Regions from separate parts of the Pan troglodytes genome. Here region 2 is linked to region 1. A link is a contact called in public Hi-C data. All regions are on one chromosome and are shown on one strand. Each heading gives the region's core, a stretch centred on a gene start, on an enhancer-like site or on the middle of the called end of the contact. The rest is flanking DNA. Distances are from core to core; before and after follow the strand shown. Region 1 overlaps TNFSF8 (TNF superfamily member 8). Region 2 holds the start of TEX48 (testis expressed 48).

Evidence for each region. A called contact is a pair of places that touch in the nucleus more often than the background predicts.
Region 2: a Hi-C map of blood shows a contact between it and region 1, with 15 times the contacts expected there. The contact joins the promoter of TEX48 here to the enhancer-like site in region 1. A contact is called at or near these places in 4 of 7 Hi-C or Micro-C datasets (blood, induced pluripotent stem cells and stem cell-derived neural progenitor cells) and 1 of 1 other capture datasets (stem cell-derived neural stem cells).

The regions. Positions count from the first base shown.
Region 1 is chr11:23,532,672-23,539,266 of NHGRI_mPanTro3-v2.0_pri, forward strand. The region is part of intron 2 of TNFSF8 (TNF superfamily member 8); the gene reads left to right. Among named protein-coding and RNA genes, the nearest start is that of TNFSF8, 20 kb to the left of the region's middle. Within about 2 kb of position 3,605, at least 3 of the 24 cell types and tissues checked have an H3K27ac peak or open chromatin away from gene starts, as enhancers often do.
Region 2 is chr11:23,769,536-23,776,130 of NHGRI_mPanTro3-v2.0_pri, forward strand. It overlaps TEX48 (testis expressed 48), which reads left to right and starts at 2,469. Exons shown (of 5, transcript XM_054658388.2): 1 at 2,469-2,626.

The sequences.
Region 1 (6,595 bases), core at 2,355-4,854:
ATCCCCTTCCAGGGCTCTATCAGCTCTATCACTTCTTCGGCACCTGCGGCCCCCAGCTCTTGGCTTTCATGTCTCAGAAGTGCACTCTCTGTTACCAAGTTCAGGGTCACAGAGGGCCACACGCATGGGTTTGAATGAGGTGAAGTGCTGAGGGGAAACATGGTCCATGGCGAGGGTTCTAGAGGCTGAATTTCAGCTCTGGCTTTGCAGCTGAAGGGTCATGTGCCTTGGGACAATTCCTTCCCCACTGCCTACCAGTTAAGACAGATTTGTCTTTCCTACAAATGTAATGTAGCCTCCAACACCCAAAGGTTCCTGGAGGCCCTAAGGAAGTTGCAACAGTGGATAGACCTCGTGTGGGTCCTGACAACTCCACCCTCGCCTGAATTCAGTCTCCAGCCGAAGTTGGGGTATGAAATGCAGAGGACTGGCCAGGAATTTGGAATGCTGACATTCAAGTCTTGGGACTTGAAGCAATTCACTTTCCCTCTCAGGGCCTTGGGTTTCCTGTTTTCTAAAATATCAGAAGTGAGGGGAACAAGCCAGATGTCCTAACCCTGAGATGGATTTTGCCTTGATTATAGCGTTCTATGAATCAAACAAATATCTTAGGATTCTTTGACCACTTTAACATTCTAACATTTGCAATTTTATAAGGCGTGGCAGCTACCCTCCTTGCCCCTCCACCTGCTAAAAAGAAAATGGCATTAAAGAAGACGAAGTGAGGTTGGCTCTCTAATTTTACCAAATGAACCCACCCCAAAGAAACAATAAAAGCTGCACCTTGAAGGCAGTGACATTAAGCCAAGACTAGATTCTCACTAAGACCCAACTATCCCTCATGTCCCATGATCACAATCAGATGACAGCAGCCCTAGCGGAACACCACACTGGAAGCAGTCAAGAGGCAACGTGCACTTTGGGAGGCCGAGGCGGGTGGATCACAAGGTCAAGAGATCGAGACCATTCTTGCCAACATGGTGAAACCCCGTCTTCAAAAAAAAAAATACAAAAATTAGCTGGGCATGGTGGCACACGCCTGTAGTCCCAGCTACTCAAGAGGCTGAGGCAGGAGAATCGCTTGAACCCCAGAGGCGGAGATTGCAGTGAGCCAAGATCGCACTACTGCACTCCAGCCTGGCAACAGAGTGAGGGAGGGTAAGGGAGAGAAAGCAGGCCCATTCCTTGAAATTGTTTTGTTATGTATTTCATTCAAACTATCTAGACACAACATGTGTTGGCTTAAGTTTCTACATTTCAAGCAGCACAAACCATGGACTAGGGCACAGGACTCAACCACTGTTTGGTATAGTTTGGGTGGTAGACACCAGGCTCATTTTTATGCATTATCTCATTTAATCCTCCCTACAACTCTCCATGATAGTTATTTTATTATTCTCACTTTTAAGAAGAAAAAAGGACAATTCAAAGAGGCTGCATGATTTTTGCAAAGCCACACAGCTAGTAATGGCAGAGGTGGAATTTGAACATAAGTCTGTCTAACTTTCTAAAATTGATTTGAACCCAAAACGAACTTTCTAAAATTGCTGCCATACTGTTGCATTTTGAACAGGTAGGGAGTGTTTTTTTTTTAAGGTTATTAAAATGTTAGCAGATTTTACCCTACGTCTCCAGACTCACCTTTCCTTTTAAATTATAGACTTTAAAGATGCTTCTTACTTACCCACAGTAATGTCAATTCAACCTGTGTTTAGTATAAATGAATTCCAAGGAAATGCCCATAGTGTCAGACAGGTTTACTAACTGTTGCAGATACACTGCAACAAGTCAGGACTGAAAAGACCTTAACATCCCAAGGAAAGTAGGTGGGGCAGGGGGCGGGGGGAGGCAGGATTTAAATTATTTAAATGAATTCCAACTTGACCTTAATTTATATTTACTGATCACTTCCTATGTGCTCAGTCAGCTCTAAGTGTATTCATATGGGCATTCTCCAAATCCTTTGGAAATCAGGGTCACCTAGTGGTCCTTTGTTTAACAAATGGTCCATCCTGCAGTTTATCTCTCTATTACTAGTTGGCTTAGTGATATCAAGGAATTGGTCAAAAGCCTCAATTACTTTTGCATCAACCTAATAGTTGAAATGACCCTTGCTCAGGTTAAGGACTCACTTTGAATCCAAATTTTATCCAGAGGGGAGAGACTGTCCTCTAGATGTCACTGTTGGGACTCTCCTGGATATTCTCCCTGAAGCCTGGAATGAAGAAGCCAGGGCATGGCAGATGCAGAGTCATTAGGATAATCCCTTTCCTTCTTGGAAGGATTAAAACATTTTTCAACAAATGTAAAGAGGATTCGGCACACATTCCTGGAAGCATCAGATAGCCTTAAACACTTAGATACTTAATTGAGAGGCTCCCGTCCATCAAATAATGTCATGAGCTTCATTTTAATGAGCATTTCATCTGCCAATTCACTCTGCTAAGTGGCATTGCTAAACTGTGCCACTATAACAACAAAGAAAAGAGGAGTAAGGCAGAAAGAATCTACTTTACTGAGTGTCTCGTCTAGCCACAGGCCGCACTGATCACTTGACATCCACGGTCTCATTGCATCTTCATGACATCCATACATTTAGGTTGATTGTTTTAATTCTCACTTAATGGATGTGGCAGCTGAGGCTCAGTAAGGGGAAATGACAGATCCAGAGCTAAAAGCTCTGACCAGAATTCAGGTGCTCTTTTTGCGATGCATCGTGTCTTCCTTGTTCTTATATCAAAGGTGCTGTACATCTGGAAGGTACCTGGCACTCAAACCACATACCATCTGGCCGGGATGGTTGGCTTGGTTTGTTTTGCCATGGTAGAGCCGCCTTGAGCATATTTGCATCTTTATGTGCCCATGACTTGTAACTTGGCAGTGTTCAGCACATGGGCCTGAAGTCATCTGCTGGCATTCTCCCACAAGATGGAACCCAGGAGCTCATTAGTGCTTGTTTTCCCAGCACCTCCAGCTGTCTTGTCAGTTTTCAGTTCCAGTGTCTGTAGTGGCTGCAAACCCACTTCTTCCTGCATTTAACCCTTCCTATTCCACAGGAATACTGAAAGTCAGAGAAGAGCCCTGGATTAGGAGTCAGAAGCCCTGTGTTCTGAACCCAGCTCCACCATTTACCTACTGTGGAGTCTTGGGCCAGACCCTAGTGTCTCTGGGTAGTCTCGCCACTCCTAAAACTAGGATCTCTGTTAGCATGCCATTTAATGACCCTTTCTGTCTAATATTGTGAAATCTCAAGGTGAAAGCTAGTCTTAAGGTTTCCATAATCTTGACCTTCTAGAATATGCTCCTTTCACCACCTCGAGCAACCTCTCTTTCTATCCCTCTCCTCTGTGTGAAACTGGCCAGGAGGGTTTTGTTGGCACATCTTTCTCTTCAGCCTCTCAAACAAAACCACAGAAAGTCCCATGATCCTTCTAGAAGAGGCTAAAGCTTGGAAAGATGATTTACAAAGCTGATGCATCTGAAGGTTTTGGTCCTCAGGGAAGTTCAGGCAGTGCTAGGGTTGTCTGAAAGATAGACTGCCCTACAGAAAGAGTAAGGAGCCCTGGTCTCTGGTTCTGTCTTTCTCACTAACTCTCTGGATGACCTAGGACCAGCCTGCCATAGGGGCAACATTGAGGAGCACATGAGTTATGAGTTATGTGTTCACCAAGCCTGAACCAGGCCATCTCAGGGAACTTTCATTTCTCCAAACTATGCAAATCCTTACAGAACCAGACTATTCATAACTTAGATTGTCCTCAGAGCTAAAATGTTCTGTTCTACTACTGCAGGTGTCTGAAAACCTGAATGTGTGAAGACACAGTCTCCTACCTTGGGTAATGCAACATGCCCATAAAGATAGACAGGTGCAGCTGGGACTGACTCCCCACCCCAAACCTTCCCACCCCCACCACCAGCAGGTCTGGTAGGGGATGGCTGAGTCTATACAGCCTGCTGAAATAAGCTAGGTAGGCCCTTTAAGACAGATCATCAAATCCACACTGCTCTTCATCTATTATGTTGGTGCAGAAGTAATTGCAGTTTTTGTTATTGCTTTTAATGCCAAAACCACAATTACTTTTGCACAAACCTAATAGGGACACTAGAGCCCAGAGAGGAGAAATCCCAGGATTCTAACTCCCAGGTCATCAACTCATCCATGACTTGCAGACAGTTCTCATTTCCCCCACTCTGATGCTCTGTTCTTCAAACTAAACCTCTCCAGGCATCACTTTTTGCTCCCTCTGCTCCCAGCCTTCAGAATTCCAGGGACATTGCAGAATTTCAGCTGCATGTAATGCCACTATTTATAAGTCACGTTTTTCTGTCTTCATAACCAAAAAAGAAAGTTATATCATAGACTCACAGGGTGATGAGAAGACTCAGGCCACACGGCTGATGACCCATGAAATGTTCATCTAGCTCTTGATAAGAGCCTCTTGACCTCCAAAGCAGCCCACCTCTTTTTTGAGCAGCACTGACTGGTCAACTCTGTGAGCTGCCAGCACTGTGACTCACAGTGTGACTTAGGTGTTTTTAGTGTACGTCTTTCCATTGCTGCATCTGAGAAATGGGGATTAGAGCAGTGTTAGCTCTTAGCTGAGGGCTTCATCTCCTTCCTCTTCCACTTGGAGGTTTAGTGCTTGGGCCCCACGGTGTGCCGACAGCCTCATCAAGCATTAAAGGACAGAGGCTGTGCCCTTCTCTGGGGTCTTCTCCAAGTTTAACAGCCCATTCCCTCAATAGCTCCTCTGGTGTCCTGCTTTTAGCCCCTTTCTGAACCAGCTCTGGCAACATCATTCCTAAAAGGGCTGCCTGTGTTTTTCCCGTTAGCTAGAAACCATCTGAATGATTTTTAAAGAAAAACTAAAATATACCATGCCATTTGACTTCAGGAAATGCAAATGTTTCAAAATAAGGTGTTTTTTTTTTCCATCCTCGGGTTTCTCAGAATTACAACTGAGGTCAACCCAAAGGGGAAAAAACAACAAAAGAACCAGAACGTGTGAGAGGCAAGCCTGGGCTTGCACTTCTCCAGCCACCTGTTTACAGAGGCTCACCTGCCATAAGGGGTAAGGAGAACAGTGTGAGGGGGCTTTCGGCCAATGAGCAGAGCCTGTTCTTGATGTTTTGTGCTGGCCTCAGCCTAAGGCATGAATCTTATCTTCCCATCTAATCTAGCCTGACCTGCAAAGCCAGTGGGAGAATGAGGCCCTGTGTTATTCTAGCCCTCAGGCAAAAGGCAAGCCAAGCGTCCTGATTCACCTCACTGTTGTCCTAAGTACTTACTCTGTATCCACAGAGGGAAACAAGAAAGATGAACTAGGTGATTCAATTCAACAAATATTTACAGAGCATCTGCTAGACTGGGCAGTGGGGGTTTATAAACAGGAGTCTCTGCCCTGAGGGTTCACTGTCTGATAGAATGGGCAAATAGGCAAAGGAAGTATCCTGGAGGAGCTGACTGCTAGGCTGTGTTTCAAACAAGGAAAAACTTGCCTGGTGAAGGAGGCAGTCCAGGTAGAGAGCCCAGCAAGTGCCAAGGTGTAATGATAAATCAACATTCCTAAATGGTATGTTTAGGGGGACTGCAAAGCCCCAAACTCCAGGACAGCAGTCAGGAATCCATTCGGGCAGCGGTCAGGCAGCCTGAGTTTAGATCTCTACTCCACCCCTGACTACCTGTGTGAATGTGAACAAGTCAGTTAACCTTTAAAAGGGTCCATTTCCTTATGTACAAGATAGACTTAATTATGGTACCTCTCTCATCGTGTTATTGTGAGAATTAAATGAAATAATGCATGTAGCATACTTAGCAGAGTACCTGGAAAATGGCTATCACTCAACATGTATTAGTTATGATCATTCATATTATTATCACTGTTCCTCCTCGTTATTATTACTATTGGAACATAAAGGGAAAGGGGAGGAGGGAAGGGGAGGGGTGAGACCAGAGAGTTCAGTAGGAGTCAGAACAATGGGGACCATGAAAGCCATGCTGAGGAGCTTGGGCCTGATCCTGCAGGCGAAAGGAGTCAGAAAGGGCTTCCATGCAAACAGACAGCCAGGTCTGTCTCCGTGGCTTGATGTTCTGCAGCTTAGAGTAGGAGGCTAGGCCAGGAGGACTCTCTAACCATAGTCACAGTCCATTAGGAGCATAAGCAGCCATTAGTGTTGGGGTTCTGACTACAAACCCCAAGAGTGTGGGCTGTGGGCTGCAACAGGCAGGACCAGAGCACTGATCAGAGGATGCATGAGGATGAAACCAAGGGAATGACAGCTGACCCACTGGCCCTCACCACCAAGAGAGCTTTGGACCAAGAAGCTCTATGTGGATGCAGCAGATAAGGAGGAAAACTGCCCCTGCTTCTGCCCGGAGTGCCTCTCGCAGTGAGCTTGTTCAGACAGCAGAGGGAACTCTTCATTTAACTTTCAACCACTCCAAAGCCCCCATGAAGCTATGAGGATGGCCAGGAGGGACTTTCTCAGGGCTGGGCAGAGATTGCAATGGGAAAGGTTGTGAGCCCAGCAGGTACTACTCGGCAATGCAGTGAGCAAACATCCCAGGGTGTGGCTGCTCCATTGAATGGGCCTT
Region 2 (6,595 bases), core at 1,219-3,718, 240 kb after region 1:
ACCCCAAACAGAAGGCAGTTTCTTTATGCAAAGATTTTAAGTATTTTCTCCAATTTGAATATATACACATTTAGTGCTATGGGTGAAATAGTCAAGCATCAACTTATAAGTAGTCAGTACCTGATATGTGTTTGCCAGAGCATATTATATAAAATACATTAATTTGGAAATACCTGTGTTGCTATCCATATTAGTCTGTTTTTACACTGCTATAAAGAAATACCCAAGACCAGGTAATTTATAAAGAAAAGAGGTTTAATTGACTCACAGTTCTGCATGACTTGGGAGGCCTCAGGAAACTTACAATCATGGCAGAAGGGGAAGCAGTCTCATCTTACCTGGCAGCAGGTGAAAGAGAAGAGAGCGGGAGCAACTGCCACGTATAAAACCATCAGATCTCGTGAGAACTCACTCACTATCAGGAGAACAGAATGGGGGAACCACCCCCATGAGTCAATGACCTCCCACCAGGTCCCTCCCCCGACGTGGGGATTACAATTTTGATTACAAATCCAGAGGAGATTTGGGTAGGGACACAGCCAAACTATATCACTATCCTCAATCTTTTGTTTTCTGAAACAATTTCATTCAAATGCTTCATACACATCTTTAACCTCATCTAGCACAGGTTTTCAGAATATATTATCTTCATTTCTAAGTTATTTTTTAAATAATGCTTTTGAATCTGTATATAAATAATGCTGTTCCTGAAAAGCTCATCCCAAGCTAAAAAGCATCCATTTGTATCACATCAATGAAATTTATGATTAAAAAAAAACCTCTATAAATCAGTAGTTCTTAATGCTGGCTGCGAATTAAAATCAACTGGGGAGCCGTAAAATCTATTGACACCTGGGCCCTTGCCCCCAAAATAGTGATTTTACTGACTGGGAGCAGGTGCTAGGAGTGGCATTTTCTAAAGCTCCTCCCATGATGCTAATATACAGCCTGATCTGAGAACCACCGCTTACCTGTATATAATGACCTGCACGATGGAATTCAGCAGTTCTTGATTATACTCAAGAATCACCTGGAAATTTTTGTAAACATACTGCTACCCAGTTTCCACACCCTACCAAAATTATAATTTATCTGGGGTTAGGCCCCAGGTATTCTTTGTTTTAAAAACACTTCAGGTGAATCTCACTTGCAGCCAAAATGGAGAACCTTCAATTACCATTTAAGAGTGTGGCTTTAATCATTCTGAGCAAACTATCGCAGGGACAGAAAACCAAACACCGCATGTTCTCACTCATAGGTGAGAATTGAACAATGAGAACACTTGGACACAGGGCGGGGAACATCACACCGGGGCCTGTCGTGGGGTGGGGGGAGAGGGGAGGGATAGCATTAGGAGATATAACAAATGTAAATGATGAGTTAATGGGTGCAGCACACCTACATGGCACATATATACATGTGTAACAAACCCGCACATTGTGCACATGTACCCTAGAACTTAAAGTATAATTAAAAAAAAAAAAAGAATGTGGCTTTACCTGTGAGCTTTCAAAGGCTGTTTAACTCACCATCAAATATTTATTAAAGGAATTCAGCACAGCTGTGGAGTCACATCACCCGCCCCAACCATATGAATGACCCCACAGCTGTGCTGAATTCCTTTGCTTTCTTCTGTTTCTATTGTATCCAGTGACCTCTCTATGCATCAAATGATAGCACTGATTGAGAATATGTTAATCCAATGTGGCTTCCCCATATGTGAATAGTACTTGGTTGTCCTAAATAAAGGAATGGAAAGAGTGACCCATAAGCTGAGAGATTTTGTCAGGACTCCAATACAAAGTGATTCCCTCTTTTCTGAAAAATAAATAGGGAAGAAAATGTCACTTTATTTTTGCGTATGTTATTAATAACTACCCTTTCTTAAAGTGCTTACTACATCTAGATACCATGTTAAATGTTTACCTGATTTCATTTAATACTTAAAAATGCAAACAGGACATATAATTATTATTATTCCTGGCCAGGCGAAGGCCACACCTATAATCCCAGCACTTTGGGAGGTCAAGGTGATGGGCTGGGGGGGGGGGGTCACTTGAAGTCAGGAGTTCGAGACCAGCATGGCCAACATGGTGAAACCCTTTCTCTACTAAAAATACAAAAATTAGCCGGACCTGATGGTGCATGCCTGTAGCCCCAGCTATTTGGGAGGCTGAGGCATGAGAATCACTTGAACCTGGGAAGCGGAGGCTGCAGTGAGCCAAGATTGCACCACTGTGCTCCAGCCTGGGTGACAGAGTGAGATTCTGTCTCAAAAAAGAAAAAAATTATTATTATTATTCCCATATTGCAGAGGGAGAACCTGAGCGTGAAGTCCCTTTGCCTAAGGTTACTACCCAGTGGGCGGACAGAGAGAGAATGGCACCCAGATCTACAGCGTCCAGTGTTGTACTGCCCCCTTCTGGCCATCCTCTAGGTGCTTCCCGAGGCCCCAGGACTTGTGCCCCAGTAAACAGTCTGGTGGACAGCATGGCATCGTGCTCAGCAGAACTTCTCCCTCCTCCTCGCTGTTGTGGTCCAGTCCAAACACCCCAGCCCCAACATTCCCTGGTTCCCCAGCTCTGTGACATCACAGACAGCCTGCTCTCTACTCTGCCAGCTGCTGGTGAGTGGAGCTCACAGTTTAAACCAAAGGGCGGGAGGTGATAGTTTTTCTGTACTAAAAGGCACAATGTCCCCACCACTCCTGGACGCCTATTCATTTTGCTCCAAGAAGCAATCCCCACCCTTCATTTGCTCTAACCTCACTGTTTCTCTCTCTCTCTGGGTCCCAGTCTCCACCTGTGCTGAATGACCTCCCCCACCCCCGCCCGCCGCGCCAGAAGCCTTCCTGTTTGACCTCATTGATCTTTCTTCTGATCAAAGTGCAATGGGGTCACTAGAGACCTGAAGTTCATACCCACTGGGGACAACTCAAGGGCCCTCTTCTTTGGTTTCTGCTTCCCTCTAGAGGGGGTCACTGGTAGTGCAAGAAGTGCCACACATCCCCTAGGCATCTCCCTACATATTCATCGCATCAGAAACTTCATCTGTATTTATTAAGCCTTTACGACACACCAGAAAGCTGTGCTAAGCACTTTCCATCATTATTTAATCCTCAGAACTACCTTCTATTGTAGATACTATTATTCTCATCCCCATTTTACAGGTCAGAAAACAGAGATTCAAAGAGGTCATAAATTCTAAATTTCCTAGCTAACAGTAGATCTCCAAGAATTATACCCCCAGAGAATGTGCTTGTAACTGATACACTGCTCTCCCTAAGAGCCTTTTCATTTCTGAAGAGGGTTCAAAAACTCAAAGCTCTCTGCTGTCAACACTTAGAGGAAAAAGTGGTTCTACTACCCTCTTTCTTGCAAAATTTTCTAGTAAAGATGTGGAGAGAGCATCAGCACGGGGTGTCAACAAACCTACGCTTCAGATCCCTGCTGATAATACGGACGATCTCCACGGTTTATTTTTAATTGAAAAAAATCAAGGTGCAAAACGTGGTGTATAGTAAGCTATCATTTGCATTAAAAAGAGAGAAAAAGAGAATTTGAATAACTACATTTTCTTGTATATCCATAAGCTGCTTTGGTGGAAGATGCCTGCATTCACTACATGAAACAAAAACTGAATTTATTTCTGGTTAAACAAGGGAGAACTGTGCTTGTATGGCAAAGTCTCTGAACAAAGCTCACGGCTGATGCATAAGGGGCTTTGGGAGGTGTTGAGTTCGTGGACTGGTGGTGTTTCAGAGGCAGCAGTGTTTAGGAATGGTAGACCTTTAGCTACGAAATGTACCTACTTGCATGTGTCTGTTAGAATGGTTACCAAGGGAGTTTCATTAATAGATTAAATGGGTGTCACACAGGTTCTGGGGATTCATTGTTACCGTGGTTACAGGGCAATCCATCGTCACCTAGGAATGTGGGAGCTTCTCTTTTTATTCTCATTATCTGCCTTCTGGTCTCCCTCAACTAAAGGTGCAGGAAAGACCCTCCAAGATTGTCCAGATCTTCACCACTGTCATTGGCTTTTCTTGAAAACACAGTTCCATTTTTCCATGTACAGAGATCTGGTTTTCATTTTGAGTATCAGTCTGCCTCATTTCTTCTCATTTTTTCTTTGAATCATTTGTTTCACCATTTGTCAAACCAGAGGCTACATAAAAGCATTCAGCTCTCTGGACAAGAGAACCTGAATGATGCAAGACAATGATAATTAAGGCCAGGCACAGTGGCTCACGCCTGTAATCCCAGCACGTTGGGAGGCCAAGGCTGGCAGATCACCTGAGGTCAGGAGTTCGAGACCAGCCTGACCCAACATGGAGAAACCCCATCTCCACTAAAAACTAAAATTAGCCGTGCGTGGTGGTGCATGCCTGTCATCCCAGCTACTCGGGAGGCTGAGGCAGGAGAATCATTTGAACCCAGGAGGCGGAGGTTGCAGTGACCCGAGATCGCACCATTGCACTCCAGCCCTGGCAAAAAGAGCAAAACTCCATCTCAAAAAAAAAAAAAAAGGACAATGACAATTAAAAGTATTTTCAAAAAGATCTGAAAGCCTCTCTGGAGTCATGCCCCATGATTTCCCTGGCATGACCATCTACCTTAGATAGCCAGGCTGCTTTTTCTTTGGGCTTAGCTATAGATTAACCTCACCTGTGATATTAATCCAGGTACAACAGGGAGTGTTAGCAATGGGGCAGACTCCCCTAATTAGCTAAAATAAAACCCGAAGGTTTCTGTGATCCATAATTACTCAAACTAAGGATTTTAAATTGGTCAGGTGTACCCTAGGATGTGGGCTATATGATTTGCTGTGTCAGTCAAGGTGAGGGAAAAAAAGGCACTTTAAATTGTTCAACTCAGAATCCTCAGAAGTTTGTTTCATCTACTAGTAGTTAAACCCCCAAGAAGGGTTTCATCCCTTCAGACTCTGTGTAAGAAGACATAGTCCACCGTGGGTGCTGGAGAATCATGCACTGGAATGGTCTAAGTATTCATCATGCAGAACAATTAGTCTTAATTATAGTTGGAATAGAAGAGTCTGATCTCCACATAAGAAACAAACCATATCAACAAGCAAGCAGTATAGCTGTTCATTTATATTTATAGACAATGCCCTTTGGGAGTTTAGAGGCAAAATAGGAAAATGTTAAGTGCAAAGTTCTCCTCAGAAAGCCTCAGCAGACAGATATGGACAGCTGTCCTTCTGACATGGAACATTAGTTCTTCTAATGGCCTTTCTGCATATAGTAAGTGCAAGTGTTCTCCACAGACTCCAAATTCTTAAAGAACAGAGGAGATTTGGGTCCTGTCTTTATTTCAGGGGCCAGTTGTTTTATCTAGTGGGCCATAAGATTATCTCGATTTCTAGTTAACATTTTAGGACTCTTGGAAAATGATCAAGATATCTACACTAATGGATACAAGATATCTACTACCCATTCCAATTGATTTTTTCTAAATCCTCTATTTTAGATATGAGCTTTTGCATAAAGAAAGGGCTCCTTTTACTTACACTCTTTGTTTGCCCCAGAATGTCCTTTGAAAGTGTCCTGAAGTCTATTAAGTCACCTATTGATTCATCATTTTGTTTGTTATTCTTGAATCTTTGCCCTATCCACCCTTAAGAGAAAATCTTTTAAAATAGTTTCATGTGGCATACTTCCTATTTTTCTTACCCTCTCAAGTCCATGTTTAAAAATATTATGCATAGATAGGTTATTTGAATCTTCTGACCTTTTTCATCCTGCTACTCTTAAACATTTTCCCCATTGTTCAAGGTCAACAATTTTTTTTTTTTTTTTTTTTGAGTCAGGATCTCCTGTTGCCTGGGCTGGAGTGCAGTGGCATGATTATAGCTCACTGAAGTCTTGATTTCTCAAATTCAAGCAATACTCTCTCCTCAGCCTCTGAGTAACTGGAAGTGCAGGTGCACACCACCATGCCCAGCTAAATTTTAATTTTTAGTAGAGATGAGGTATGTTGTCCAGGCTGGTCTCAAACTCCAAAACTCAAGCAATCTTCCTGTCTCAGCCTCCCAAAGCGCTGGGATTACAGGTGTGAGCCACTGTGCCTGGCCTAAAGGTCAACAACGAAATGAACTAATTGGTACAAATATGATAGTCCAAGACAATAAGTAACGAACAGAATCCTGAATTACACAGGATATACAAAACAAACTTCCTTTTGTTCTGAAATTTGGGAAGATTCTATTTTTACCCAACTCAACTCTTACTCAGAGTTTAAATTCGGCCTCTCTTGATCTACCTTCAGTGCAGAAGTTTTAGGTGGGTGTTGTGCAATGTGATTGTTCTTCTCTAGAAAAATGCTCCCTGAAAAAGTTTATTTGGGCAGCCAGGGGAATGAGTAAGAGGAGTATACGTGGGTAGTAAAGATCAAGTTGTGTGGAGAGAGAAAGACAGAAGCAAAGAAAACAGGTGTCAGAAGGTTTGAGTAAGAGTAAGGTCTTTTTTATCTTTTTCTTCCTGAGGCCAGAGCATTCCAGACAAAGAAGCCTTCTATTTATGTTTGGCATTTTTGTCTTCTCTCTTCTCTAGAGCTCCTCTTAAATCTGATTTTTG